Linked DNA regions of Mus musculus: region 2 is linked to region 1. The links are chromatin contacts, called in public Hi-C maps. All regions are on one chromosome and are shown on one strand. The core of a region is the stretch at or near the end of the contact, and the rest is flanking DNA. Distances in the headings are between cores, read along the strand shown. Region 1 has its middle 14 kb from the start of Nppc. Region 2 overlaps Dis3l2 (DIS3 like 3'-5' exoribonuclease 2).

What was found. Hi-C and Micro-C count contacts between places; a contact is called where the count stands out from the background.
Region 2: a contact with region 1 is called in a Hi-C map of muscle stem cells, with 2.2 times the contacts expected there. The contact joins two enhancer-like sites. A contact is called at or near these places in 9 of 39 promoter capture datasets (the 3T3-L1 cell line, the C10 cell line, embryonic stem cells and 2 more), 2 of 15 datasets of contacts at CTCF or cohesin (embryonic stem cells and large pre-B cells), 33 of 484 Hi-C or Micro-C datasets (the 3T3-L1 cell line, the AML12 cell line, the G1E-ER4 cell line and 19 more), 8 of 115 datasets of contacts at active chromatin or transcription factors (embryonic forebrain, embryonic hindbrain, embryonic stem cells and 5 more) and 1 of 9 other capture datasets (embryonic stem cells).

What each region holds. Positions count from the first base shown.
Region 1 is chr1:86,653,298-86,660,133 of GRCm38.p6, reverse strand. No RefSeq gene overlaps it. Among named protein-coding and RNA genes, the nearest start is that of Nppc, 14 kb to the left of the region's middle. Within about 2 kb of position 4,048, at least 3 of the 459 cell types and tissues checked have an H3K27ac peak or open chromatin away from gene starts, as enhancers often do. A contact at or near this core is called in muscle stem cells, where this site is marked.
Region 2 is chr1:86,965,782-86,971,923 of GRCm38.p6, reverse strand. All of the region lies in intron 11 of Dis3l2 (DIS3 like 3'-5' exoribonuclease 2), which reads right to left. Among named protein-coding and RNA genes, the nearest start is that of Gm41909, 41 kb to the right of the region's middle. Within about 2 kb of position 3,488, at least 5 of the 459 cell types and tissues checked have an H3K27ac peak or open chromatin away from gene starts, as enhancers often do. A contact at or near this core is called in muscle stem cells, where this site is marked.

The sequences.
Region 1 (6,836 bases), core at 2,799-5,298:
AACTCTCACCGACTGAAAAAATGCCAAAGCTTCAAGCCACACCTGCTGGTACAGACCTGGAATCCCAGCCCTTGAGAGACTGAGGCAGGAGGATTGTTACATGTTCAAGGCCAGCCTGATCCACAGAGTGAACTCAAAGCCAGCCTGAAATACATAGCAATACTCTGTCTCCAAAAACAAAGACAACAACAACAAAAATTGTGTCTTGTCTGGCTCCCGAGGCAGTCACCACAGAGAGAATCTCCCTGTGCTGAGCCTCTCGTGCCCGAGACCTAACCCTAACTCCAATTCAATTCTTTTCCTGATACTGACATTATCAGATCTATTTTATCTTATAATTTTTGAGAGAAGATCTCCCTATGTTATCTTCACTAGCCTGGCACTGGACATGTAGACCAGGCTGGCCTTGAATTCATAGCGACCTACCTGCCCCTGCCTCCCAAGGGCTGGGGTTACCCAGCTACTTTATCTTACCTTGCTTCATTGTGTCAGGGTCTTAGGTGGTGGAAGGGTTGGTTTAGGGGATTGTTTTGAGCCAGGGTCTCATGTAGCCCAGGTTGGCTCAAACTCACTGACACTGAAGCTGCCCTTGAACTCCCTGGTCTTCCTGCCTCCACTTTCCCAAGTGCTAGGATCACATGTGTGCATCACACTCCCTGTCTTATTTTTATTTGTGAGTGATAGTTTTATGCAAGCTTTAATTCTTTCCCTCTTTGTGTGTGCCTTTTTAATGTAAGTATATATATAAAACATATTAGATCAAAATACATAGAAGTGGAGCGACCATCTTCTGGTGAGGAGGCCTGATTGTTCGATTAATCGCTTAAGCTGACTTTCTCATTTGACTTGCAGAATCTGCTTTTCAAGCCTCCTTGTTTTCCTTCCTTTCTTACTGAACTCTCCCCCAGGGCTGCCGCTCCACTTTCATCTTCTGCAGGGGCTTGCAGGCAGACGTCCTATTCTTAGTTGTCAGTGGCTCTGTAATGTTTTTGATGAGACTTATTAAATCCATATTTATATTATTATCAAAGTCAAGATCACAGACAGTAACTTCAGGCTCCTTCAGAAAGGAAACAATAAAGTTAGCCCCTCTGCCTTTTCCTGTGCCTTCTCCCTTTAGCCCCCTCTGCCTTCTCCTGTGCCTTCTCCCTTTAGCCCCCTCTGCCTTCTCCTGTGCCTTCTCCCTTTAGCCCCCTCTGCCTTCTCCTGTGCCTTCTCCCTTTAGCCCCCTCTGCCTTCTCCTGTGTCTTCTCCCTTTAGCTCCCTCTGCCTTCTCCTGTGTCTTCTCCCTTTAGCCCCCTCTGCCTTCTCCTGTGTCTTCTCCCTTTAGCCCCCTCTGCCTTCTCCTGTGTCTTCTCCCTTTGGGGGTAGGACCCGCTCCCTAACGAGACTGGCTAGGTCCACCAAGACTTCTCTTGGTGTCTTTCAGCATTCTTCTTGGCTTCCCACTTATATCAAGTGTTCAAATATCCTTCCCATTTGTAGACATCACCTGTCTACTCTAGACCTGACTCCTTAACTGCTGCTATACTTTTCCATGACAGCCAAGCCCAGAACACACACACATGCATACACACGCAAACACACACAAGCACACAAAACACACACTCACACCCACTCTCTCCCTCTGTGTGTGTTTGCACAATTGAATATCTTAATCCATTTTTGCTCTAACAACATATACAAAACCACATACATCATAAAGAATAAGCTCTGTTAAGCTCAAAGTTCAGGATGCTGGAAAAATCCAAGAACATTGCTTGGCACCTGCTTGGCACCTAGTGATGATCTTTGGGCTGCATTTACAACCTAGCAGAGGACTTCCCAAGGTGAAACAGAGCAATTGTGTTAGAGAGAGAGCCTTTTTTATTGCAACCTCCTCCAATAACCCACTAAAGGGCAGGAGAGATGGCTCAGGGGTTAAGAGCACTTGCTGCTCTTGCCGAGGACCTGGGTTTAGTTTCCAGCATGGTGGCCAAAAAAGCCGGTCCACTCTTGATGTGCACCATGGGTCATGATGTCTCAACCACCTGCAACTCCAGTTCCAAGGAACCCAACACCCACTTCGGCCCTCAATGCCACAAGGTACGCATATGGTATACATGCATACATACAAGCAAACACTCATACTTATAAAATTTAAAAAGAAACAAGTCCTTTTTAAAAATGACCCATTCACCCATAAAGTTATGTGTGGATTCATGAAGGCGAGGTTTATCTGACCCAGCTCCACCCCAAAAGTCCTACCTCTCAACTCTGCTGCATCAAGGACATTATTTCCAACACAGGAAACTTGGGGGACACATTCAGACTGCAGCAGTGCGGGTGATTCATGTAGTCCCAGTCAGCATAGAGTACAATTCCTGTGTGGCATAAACTGGTCCATACTGCATTCCTGAGAGGAATACTTAGTGACTTTAGATTGTTCCTCTGGCCATAGAACCAAATTGAAATATTCACTGCCCTCATCACATCTGCTGAGGGGCCCTGGACATGTGAGCAGGACATGAATAAGGTTCCCAGGTGTCCTGTCTTCCTCTTGTTTTGTTTTTTCCAGACAGGGTTTCTCTGTGTAGCCCTGGCTGTCCTGGAACTCACTTTGTAGACCAGGCTGGCCTCAAACTCAGAAATCCTCCTGCCTCTGCCTCTCAAGTGCTAGGATTAAAGGCGTGAGCCACCAGGTGTCCTGTCTTAACAGAGTCCAGAAGAGCTGGTCCACACTTGATGGGCACCATGGGTCATGATGTCTCTGAAAAAGGATCAAGGACCCCTCTTGAGACTAATTTATCGCCTTGACCTGTAGGATCCAAGCTGGTCTGAACTCTGTACATGAGCCAAGAGAGTGTTGGCAGGCACACAGCGGCAGTGGACCTGGACTCACGCCAACAGAGCCTCTGAACAAGTACTTCAGCAGGAGAGAATGTGGGGGCTCTTTTGTGTGACTTTAGACAATGATGCCTAAATTCTGGGTTCATGTCCCCAGCAGTAAACAAATATAGTCGCTCATTTATACACTTGTATTTATAGTAAAGTACTTCCATAATATTAAAGTTATAAAACACACATATGCATTTAAGTCAGTCATACATCCAGACCTACATGCATGCTTCCTCCGAGACCCAGAGATTGTCTTGTAGATGTCACATGCCACATGTGTGACACACAAGGACCTCGCAAAACGATTAGTTGCTTTCCTCATCACAGTGACCAAATATATGACATAAATGTCAGAAGCAACTGGAAGAAGGGATTGCCCTGGCTCGCAGTTTTGGGGACACAGTCAGTCCATCACAGCAGGAACATGGCAGCAGGAGCACACTCTTGCTGTCTCATATCTCAGTGGGCCAAGAAGCAGAGAGCTCTGATAGAAGTGGAGAGGCATGTGACCCTTCCTCCCGCCTACTGGTGACTTACTTCCTGCAGCTAGACTTCCTCCTGAGAGAGCAGCACCAGCTGGGTACCAAGGATTCAAACAAATGAACTATTTCAGACTCAAAGCATAGCAATGTCCTTCCGCAAATCTCCTGTCAGGGCTGGCATCAGCCTCTCGGCTAGAACAGCAGTGACAAATGGAAGGATGTTTGCCAACTGTGACGACTATAACCTCAGGAGCACACACTTAGGGCAACTACAACTTTTTAAATTCCTGTATGGTTAAATTCCTGTATGTTTCCGGTAGGATCTATAACAGGAACGCACACATATAAACATCCACAGCAGCATCACTCATAAATAACTTAGAAAAAAAAAAAAAACCTGAGCAACCATTGCCTGGAGAGCAGATAAATAAAATGTGTTGCATCCATACAAAGGAACAATTATTTGCAATGAAAGAAACTAAAGAAGTGGTTTTTAAAAAAGAAATGGTTTGTGCTGTAGTATAGATAAGCCTTGAGGACAACAGGATAAGTGAAAGGAGGTAGAATAAAACTCTGTATAGTCGACAACTCTATTTGCATAAAAGGCAGAATGGGCAAAGCTGTACAGGGCACAGCAGCAGCTGGACAGGCTGGCATGCAGCATGGTAAGCAGGAGGCTGAGGACGGAACCAGAGTGTCTTTGGTGGGGGAAATGGAAGATGACCTCAGTGTGGCTGTGGTGATGTGTATGATGCCAAGACAATGCTGTAAACAGTTCACTGAATGTGGATACTGTAAGTGGGGAAACCACACAAAGTCACATATCCAGCCCTGGTCTGCATTGTGTTTCATCTTGTCCACAAGTGGGAATTCCCAGAGCTGCAGAGTGGACCACACCTCGAAGGGCAGTTCCTAGCATCTCCCAGAGGCCAGGAGACACCCTCTGAGAGATGGTGCGGTGGTGGTGCTCCCTGGATAGCGACCGGTGGTGCTCCCTTGACAGCAACCTAAGAGCATTGAAGGCTATAGTACTGCAGCTTTATTGACCAGACTAATCAGCAAGAACACATCAGTGGAACCTGTCCAGCCCCAGTGGGGTCCAGCTGCCTAGAGCCGGGTGTGGGGACCTCATCGTTCCCCCTTGAGTGCCCCGAGAACCTAGCCTTATCCCTGCTCCAGGCCCTCGCTCAAGTGAAGGACTGCAGGGGTGAGTTCCCACAGCACCAGGACATGAACGTTCTACCTCACCATTACCCATCCTTCCTAACTTCAAGCAAATGCTAAAACAGTGACACGCAAGTCACACACACACACACACACACACACACACACTCACACACTCACAGCATCATCTTGTCACCCAGGAAATCCCAGAAGCACTACACCTCTAGACAACACCAACCCACACCACACACTCTCCTTTCCCTCCAAACTAACAGGCAGTTGAGAGCTCACCAGCTTCTCAAGGGTGACTGGCCACTATCTGCAGTGTGCTTCAGGGACGGTACTCTGTGGTGGAGCCATCTGCAGCTTTCTTGGTACCCAAGGCTAGAGCTGGGATGGCTCTGGTCTCAAATGGCCAAGACAGGACTGTTGGGCCAAGTCCATGGTCTCTATAAACACCTCTCCTGGTTCTGTTCCCAGCCTCTGGACATTCAGCCCCCAAGTCAGACCCCTATAGCGGGAGGTTGGGGGGCGGCACACTGCCCAGCTATTCCTCCTTCCTCTTCACGTCCTTATCTCTGTCCTTTGAAGGGTCCTCACACCCCACCCAACATTCCCCCATAATTCTTCCTACTTCTATCAAGAAACAAAGGTCTCGGGGCTGGTGAGATGGCTCAGTGGGTAAGAGCACCCGACTGCTCTTCCGAAGGTCCAGAGTTCAAATCCCAGCAACCACATGGTGGCTCACAACCATCCGTAACAAGATCTGACTCCCTCTTCTGGTGTGTCTGAAGACAGCTACAGTGTACTTACATATAATAATAAATAAATCTTTAAAAAAAAAAAAAAAGAAAAGAAACAAAGGTCTCTGGCTTACCAATGCCTACAACCAGATGACTGGAAGAACAGTTGTCTCCCAGGTATTCTAGATATTCTAGTTATTTCCAAAATGTCTCAAATTCCTCATGGAGTTTGAAAGGCTAGGCTCTTTCTCATTTTCATCTTCCTGACTCAGTGGACATCTATTAAAGCCAAGGACAGGTCAAAGGCTCCTGACCTGTCCCTTCTGATGAGAACAGGACCAGCTACTTCACACTGGAGTCAGAGTCCTGGAGTGACTACAGCAGAGGCTGACAGAAGGGACAAAAAGCCACATTCTCTTACCAGCAACTGAATCCAAAGTGACTAGGTCCCTAGAGATGGCCTCAGCAACAAGAACTGTCAGGGTATCAGGTGAGGAGGTTTATGTATAAAGAAAGAGGCTGCAGCTGGGTAGAGCGGTGCATAGTTGTAATTTCAGCACTGGTGAAGCTAAGGCAGGAGGATTTCTGTGAGTTTGAGGCCAGCCTGAGCTACATAGTAAGTCTTTTTTTTTTTTTTTTCAGGAAAAAGAAAAGGAGAGGCAAGAGCTGGGAACGAAGGGCCGCTCTGGCTTCCTCTGTGTGTGCTCCTTCCTGTGCAGAAACAACAGAAGTGCCCCCTCACCCCCTGCCATTGTCTGTACCAAGGTTTTAAGGCTCCTCTATGTCCCCTGGGCTGACCGCCCTGCTGTGTGGCATTCTCTGCCTCCCAGCCATGCTGCTGCTCTGTCCCTTTCCTGTGATGAGACTGTCTCTGACCTTTTGCTCTCAAGACCAACACTTGGGGACTGCACAGTGGAGCATATACCCCACATGTGAGCTGCAGCTTCTTATCCATCGTGGGACAGGATGGCCCGTCGGTCAGAGGGCTGCAGGGGGAGCAGCCACCCTAACGGGTCTTCTCAGTTGGCACAGTCAGTAAGCAAAGTGTGCTGAGGTCAGGAGTATGAAGCTCTGCTCTCTCACAGATTACAAGCCCTGGGTGTCCTGCATCTGAGTCTACAGAAGAAAACCTGAAGCCATCTCCTCTACTCGCTCCCTCCGTCTAATGCGAACCGTCAGTGCTGTCCACCCTGCCTCCCAAGGCATGCCAGGCCTGAGCAGAGCTTGGCCTTCCTCTGCTCGGGCCTAGTCCATCTGTTTCCCAGCAACAGCAACCTGGTGCTTCTCCTTTCTTCCAGTGTTGCTCCCCATAGGTGTGACCCCTCTGACCTACCGTGACCCCTCTCACCTAGGGCCTTTGCATTTGTCTGTGGATTCCCTGCCTGGGCAGCTGTTTCCTCGGAGACAGTCACTTACTGCTATCTTGGAGATGATTCAAGAGTATCCCCAAGGGCAAATATCCTGGGAGGGTCCCCTGTGTGACAGAGTAGGAGGTGGTGGAACCTGCGTATGGTACAGGAAGGTGACTGGGTCTTAGAGGCTATTGCTCTCAGAGGGGTTCGTGTTTCTC
Region 2 (6,142 bases), core at 2,239-4,738, 310 kb before region 1:
TTTCTTTCCTATACTTACTGTGGCCTAACTTGACATATACTGTTGAACCCTGTACTGGGTTCAATTTACTGGGAAGGGAGGGCTGTTACACTGAATTTATGTAAATTTAGTAAATTTCTTTATTAGTAAAATCAAAACCAATCCCCATGGTTTCTCTCACTTTGTGAAGTTTCTGTAATGTGCTGTTTCCATAGAAAGCATGTGCTTGATGTAGAAGAAGAAATTGAAGATGCATGGCTGGTATTGGTAACAGAAATTAATAGGTGTTTGGCAGTATTCTAGAAGTTTTACACCCAGTGATTACTTGAAAACTTTGGTAACAGCTTCTATATGAAAGTGTTATTGAAGTTTTCTCTTTTTCTTCTTTTCTTTTTTCAATTTTTTATTAGGTATTTTCTTCATTTACATTTCTAATGCTATCCAGAAAGTCCCCTATACCCTCCCCTCACCCTGCTCCCCTGCCTACCCACTCCCCCTTCTTGGCCCTGGTGTTCCCCTGTACTGGGGCATATAAAGTTTGCAAGACCAAGGGGCCTCTCTTCCCAATGATGGCCAACTAGGCCATCTTCTGCTACATATGCAGCTGGAGACACGAGCTCTGGGGGTACTGGTTAGTTCATATTGTTGTTCCACCTATAGGGTGTTTTCTCTTGTCTGTTTCTTTTTTTTTTTTTTTTTTAATACCGTCAGCTCAAAGGACGCAAACACTTTGATATTTTGGTTTTTGTTTGTTTGCTTTGAGACAGGGTCTTGTGTTGCTTAGGCTTGCCTCAAAGGATGGCTTTGCTGAAGATGACTCTGCACTTGTGATTCCCCACCTCCTGAGTGCTGGGATTACAGGTGTGCACAACCATACCTGGTTTATGCTGCGCTGGGGGTTTAACCCAGGGCTTTGTGCATGCTAGGCCAGCTGTAGCCTCAGCACCCCATTAGCTTTAGTAATAAGTTAAAATGTGTTCTAATATGTTACATTTTCTTGTATGTCCATTGTTTTATAAAGCATTGTAGCTGGGCGTGGTGGCGCACGCCTTTAATCCTAGCACTAGGGAGGCAGAGGCAGGTGGATTTCTGAGTTTGAGGCCAGCCTGGTCTACAGAGTGAGTTCTAGGACAGCCAGGGCTATACTGAGAAACTCTGTCTCGAAAAAACCAAAAAAACAAACAAACAAACAAAAACCCCCCAAAAAACAAACAAAACAAACAAAACAAAAAAACTGCGTCTTCATCTACACCAACACACTATAGAGTTTTTGTGTCATATACACTGTTTTGTGACAAAGTTACAAAGTTAAAATTTTTTATATAATTTCAGCCTTTTAACTATGCTGTGAACCGAATTGTACCTCCCCATTGATATACTGAAGCTGTAGTCTCCAGTTTAACAGTATTTGAAGACAGGGTTATTAAGTGATTACAAAGGTTAAATGAAGTCATAAGGGTGGGACCTAGTTACACAAAACTGATTTTAAGGATGAGAGGACAAAAAAACACACAGTCCCTCTCTCCATGGAGGTGCAGAGGTAAGGCCATATGAGGACACAGCCACATATGAGAGAGGTAGGTTTTCACCAGGAATCACACTGGCTAGCACCTGAAGCTGGGAACAACTATATAGGTCTGTTGGTGAAGTCACCCAGTCTGTGGTGCACTATCATTGAGGCTGAGCAAAACCCACACGTTTTCTGGGTTTCATTGCCAGATGACGACACCAGATGTTCTGTGGCAACTGGCTGCAACAATTAGTCCAGAGCTCAATATTTATTTTTGTTGTTGCTTTTAATTGGACAGTGTTCAAGGAAGTATCATACTTTCAGTTATAAGACTTTTAGTCACAACATGACTTTGGTCATCATGCTTTAGTGTTTGTCAAAAGAAAGTCATTGTATCTTGGGCCTAGACTGGACCCCGAGACAGAAAACACTGATGGAAAAAACAGGTGAAGTCCAAATAAAGGTGGAAATGCAGTTAATAGCAGTGTCCCAAAGGCATCTCTTAAGTTATGCATTTATAAACTATGTTATACATAATATAATTTTATGTTTTTTATACATAGTAATCTTGATCTATTTTCATAAACAAGAAAGGGCTAAAATTTTATGTATAGAATGAAAAGGGGGGTAGAGCTCAGGTCTTAAGATCATCAAGCAGCTGAGGGCAGTACAGAGGAGGTAGCAGCAGGTGGAAATCAGAAAGGCTTTGGACAGCGACCTCGAGTCAGACTCTGAGCCCAGCACTTCTTGATAACCCAACATGCTAGAACGATTCTGAACATGGGTTTTATTCAAAGCGAAATTGCTCTGAAATGCGCATTAACAATCAGCTGAAGGTGTCCAAGCCCTGTGCCACTTGGCTCAGCCCGCATTCAGCCCTGTGCAGGGCACACACAGCTCGAGCCCATGGGCCCACCCGCTGCGAGCCCTTCACCTGCCTGCCTGCTCGCTGCTCCAGCTTCTGCACATGGTGTTCCCATTTTCTGGAACACCTTTCTGGACACCTTGCTTCAGGCAAACTTTGGCTATCTTTCTACACTCAGATCCTTGCCATTTCCATGCTTCTCCAGACTCCCCCAGGCAGAGAATGTACTGTTCTATAACTTCCCCTGATCTTTCACAGAGGCTGTGGGACAGTCCCAAAGAATTAGCTACTTACTCCACCCTCCGAGCTCTTCTACAGCACTTGGAAAGGTCCTGACCACCCTGTATCCTGATCCCTTGTTAGGTGCCCCCAGGATATGGAACCCCCAAGAACAAAGGCAAGTCAGTCTGGCTTTGTCCTTCTATCTACTCCACACAGCAGGCAGGCACTATTAGTGCACAGATGGATGGCTTTTGGTATAAGATAAATATCCTGCTGTTTTCTATGTGCTCTCTCTCTCTCTCTCTCTCTCTCTCTCTCTCTCTCTCTCTCTCCCTGTCTGTCTGTCTGTCTGTCTGTCTGTCTGTCACACACATTCGTGCAATAACAAAACAAAAACAAACAAATAAAAAAACCAAATCCCAACAGTTTATGAAATCCTTGCTGACAGATATTCTATAGTAGCATCTTTCTCAAAAAAATGCCCATAGCAATTAGTACTTTCAGTAGAAAGGAAAGATTTTCTTGGCAACCCTCTGGAAAAAAAAAATCCACTAGTATACCCTGTAGCTGTCCTGGTTATCAAAACTGTTTTGCTCCTCCCACTGGTCAGATGCCAAAGACCTCAAGTTTCATGAAGAAGCTGTGGCAGCAGAAATGCATTTAATTTTTAAGGGACAGTCCTTTTAATACACTTTCTACTAGATTCTGGGTAAGGAATCAGATGGAATTCAGAGGAAACAGTGCATGTTCATCCAGTTTTGTAAATAGGTGGTTAGGCCTCTGCCTTTCAAAGGAGAAGAAATTAAGAGGTTACGATCACATTTGTGGTTTGGCACATCACAGCCTCTCATAAATCCACTGGTCCTCCAGGGGTCACTGTGCATGCGTTCCTGTTCAACCCGGAGTGCAGCAGGCTTTCCTGTGGCAGAGGACTGGCAAGGTGGGGCTATTCTCTTTAAAGCCACTTTTTCAAAACTCTACCCAGGCAGATGAGGAGGAAGAAAGATGCCCTGCCTGACTCCATGCAGCACATTGGCCGTGTGAGGCTCGTCACACTCTCTGGAGAGATTCTGGGCCGGACTGAGGTGCAGAGTACCAAGATAACCAGGAAGGATCTCTGTGTAGAGAAAGTCCTGCTGCCGAAAGCATAGGGCCAGTGCCTATGCTTCCGTGGGGCTTGGTAGTTTTCTCTTGGCCCTGCCTGTATCCCTCCCTGTTTATTATGGACTTTCACCACAGTTCCCCAGCTGCCCAACTCCACTGTCCTAACTGCAAGTCATGTAACCAATCTCACAGTGTGCCTTCTTTGTTCTTGGGACCCTACTGGCTAAACACTGAAGGTGGCAGGAAAACATGCTGGGCTATATAGGGATGCATCAACAAACAGTCTCAGCTCCTGCCATGCCTTGATAGCATCTTCCCCCAGGCTTCACACGCATTACTTCTCTCCTCCAATTCTTCTACCTTCTCATTCTTTCTCAGCAGAAAACTCAACTCTTGTACACAGAGAAGGTAGACTTAAGCCTTTTCTAGCACTCTCCATCAACTACTCTCTTGAGCCATTTTCCCTAGCTTTTCAGGGATGCCCTGGTCCTGTTATCTCATGGCAAGTGTCTCCTGCCTTCAGCCTGGAGCTCTAGCTAGTGATCTCCCTGCTCATCTGGTTCGATTCCCCAAGTGCAAAGGTGGAGCTTCCCTTAACTCCAGACTATATTCCTCTGCCAGTCACACTCCAGTTGCTCCACTTGAAGCTTCTCAGAATGGTTTATACTTCTCAGCTTTCATTTTTTTCTCTTAATTATCAAAGTTACACACTCCTTGTAAAATTCCTTGTAGGAATTTTAGATTCTATAAACCAAGACTTGAAAGCACAAACACCATGGGATCCCGGTTCTTAGAATGTTAGCATGATGGCATGAAATCCATGCGTTTCATTTGTGTACATATGACCATATGGAAAGTAATATATATTATATAATCTATAACCACATGTTGTTTTTAAAATACAGAACCAGTGAACACTCAAGACTGGCCTTTCCTGTACTCCCTTCTTGGTTGGCCCTTACCTTCTGTCCTCTGTTCTTCTTCCTGCCTCCTTCTCCTTGGTTTCTGTCCTCTGCATTCTGAGCCCTGCCTCTTCTTGGAATCTAGACTCTTCTGTTCTGATACCTGAATCTGAACATCATGAATTCTTTAAACACAGCATGAGAATAGAGAGCCTGGTGTTTTCTTCCCTTTGTGTGTTTCCACCCTCCCTGTACTGATGTTTCTATAAGAACAGTACCTTATCCTCCATCAAATGAACAAATAAGCAACAAAACTTCCCCAAATCACTTAAGAAACAAGACACTGCCATTTCTACTTCCCCATCCCCTCTCACCTCCTGAACTATTGGTTACCTTGTGACAGCAACAGTCCTGGCCTATAACACCCAATCTGCCTGTGCTTAAGGTCTGGCATTCTAAACCTCGATCAAGTGATTTTCTTTGTCTCCATTTACAGTGTTCAAATGTGGACACTGGTTTTCCCTTTTTGGATATAGTCTATAGTTTCCTATACCAGTGGCAAAGCTCTTCATGGAATCATTGTTGGTAGAACTTCTGTTATAATTTAGAGATGATTTGAATGTTCTCTCATCAAGGGTTTGTGTAATCAGAGACTGTTTCTCAGTAGAGCAGTGTTGACAGATAGTAGGAACTTTGACAGGTGAGGCTAATACTGGCTCCTCCTTTCATCCTAGCCGTCTGACATGCCATATGATGTTTTCTTTTTATACAGTCATTGCCATACTATCTGCCTTGAAGAGATGAAAAGGGCCCTCACTAGAGGTGGCCTTATGTCATTTGGACTTCCAGTCTTCAAAGTTCAGCATGCACCTTTAATCTTATCCTTGTGTGATAGAGGAAAGGAGATCAAGGGTTCAAGGCCACCCTCAGCTACATGAAGAGTTTAAGGTCAGCCTGGGCTACATGAAGAGTTTAAAGTCGGCCTGGGCTACATGACATTTCGTCTCAAAACTAAAACAAACAACAATAGCAGCAACAACATAAAAGCAAACCAAATCAACCAATCAAACAACTATCAAACAAAGAGTCAAGATACAAAATTGAACTTAATAAACCTCATACCTAGCTTTAGATATTTCATGAAAATAATGGAAAACCAGGAAAATAAAGTTTGCCTCAGTAATTTTTATTTTTTAAAATATGGACGCTCTTCAACTTTGCATATAAGCCTTTCTCAAGGGCAGTATTAATCCTAATTTTAATATGCATCCTAATTTTAATATGTGTGTTGCTGAGGCGAATAACACCTTCCTTTACTCCAGACTTCAGTATATTCTTTGCTTTTAGAGTTTGTGTGTGTGTGTGCGCCTGCATGATGTATGTGGTTATCTATAGCTGTGTGTACCTGAACACGAGCAGAGACCAGAAGGTATCAGATCCTCCAGAGCATGAGTTACAGGTGTTTTGTAAGGACATCTGGCTACTGGGATATCGTTGAGGTTTGGTCATGATTATGCAGCAAGTGCTCCTAATGACTGAGCTGTCTCTCTTCCCGTGCAT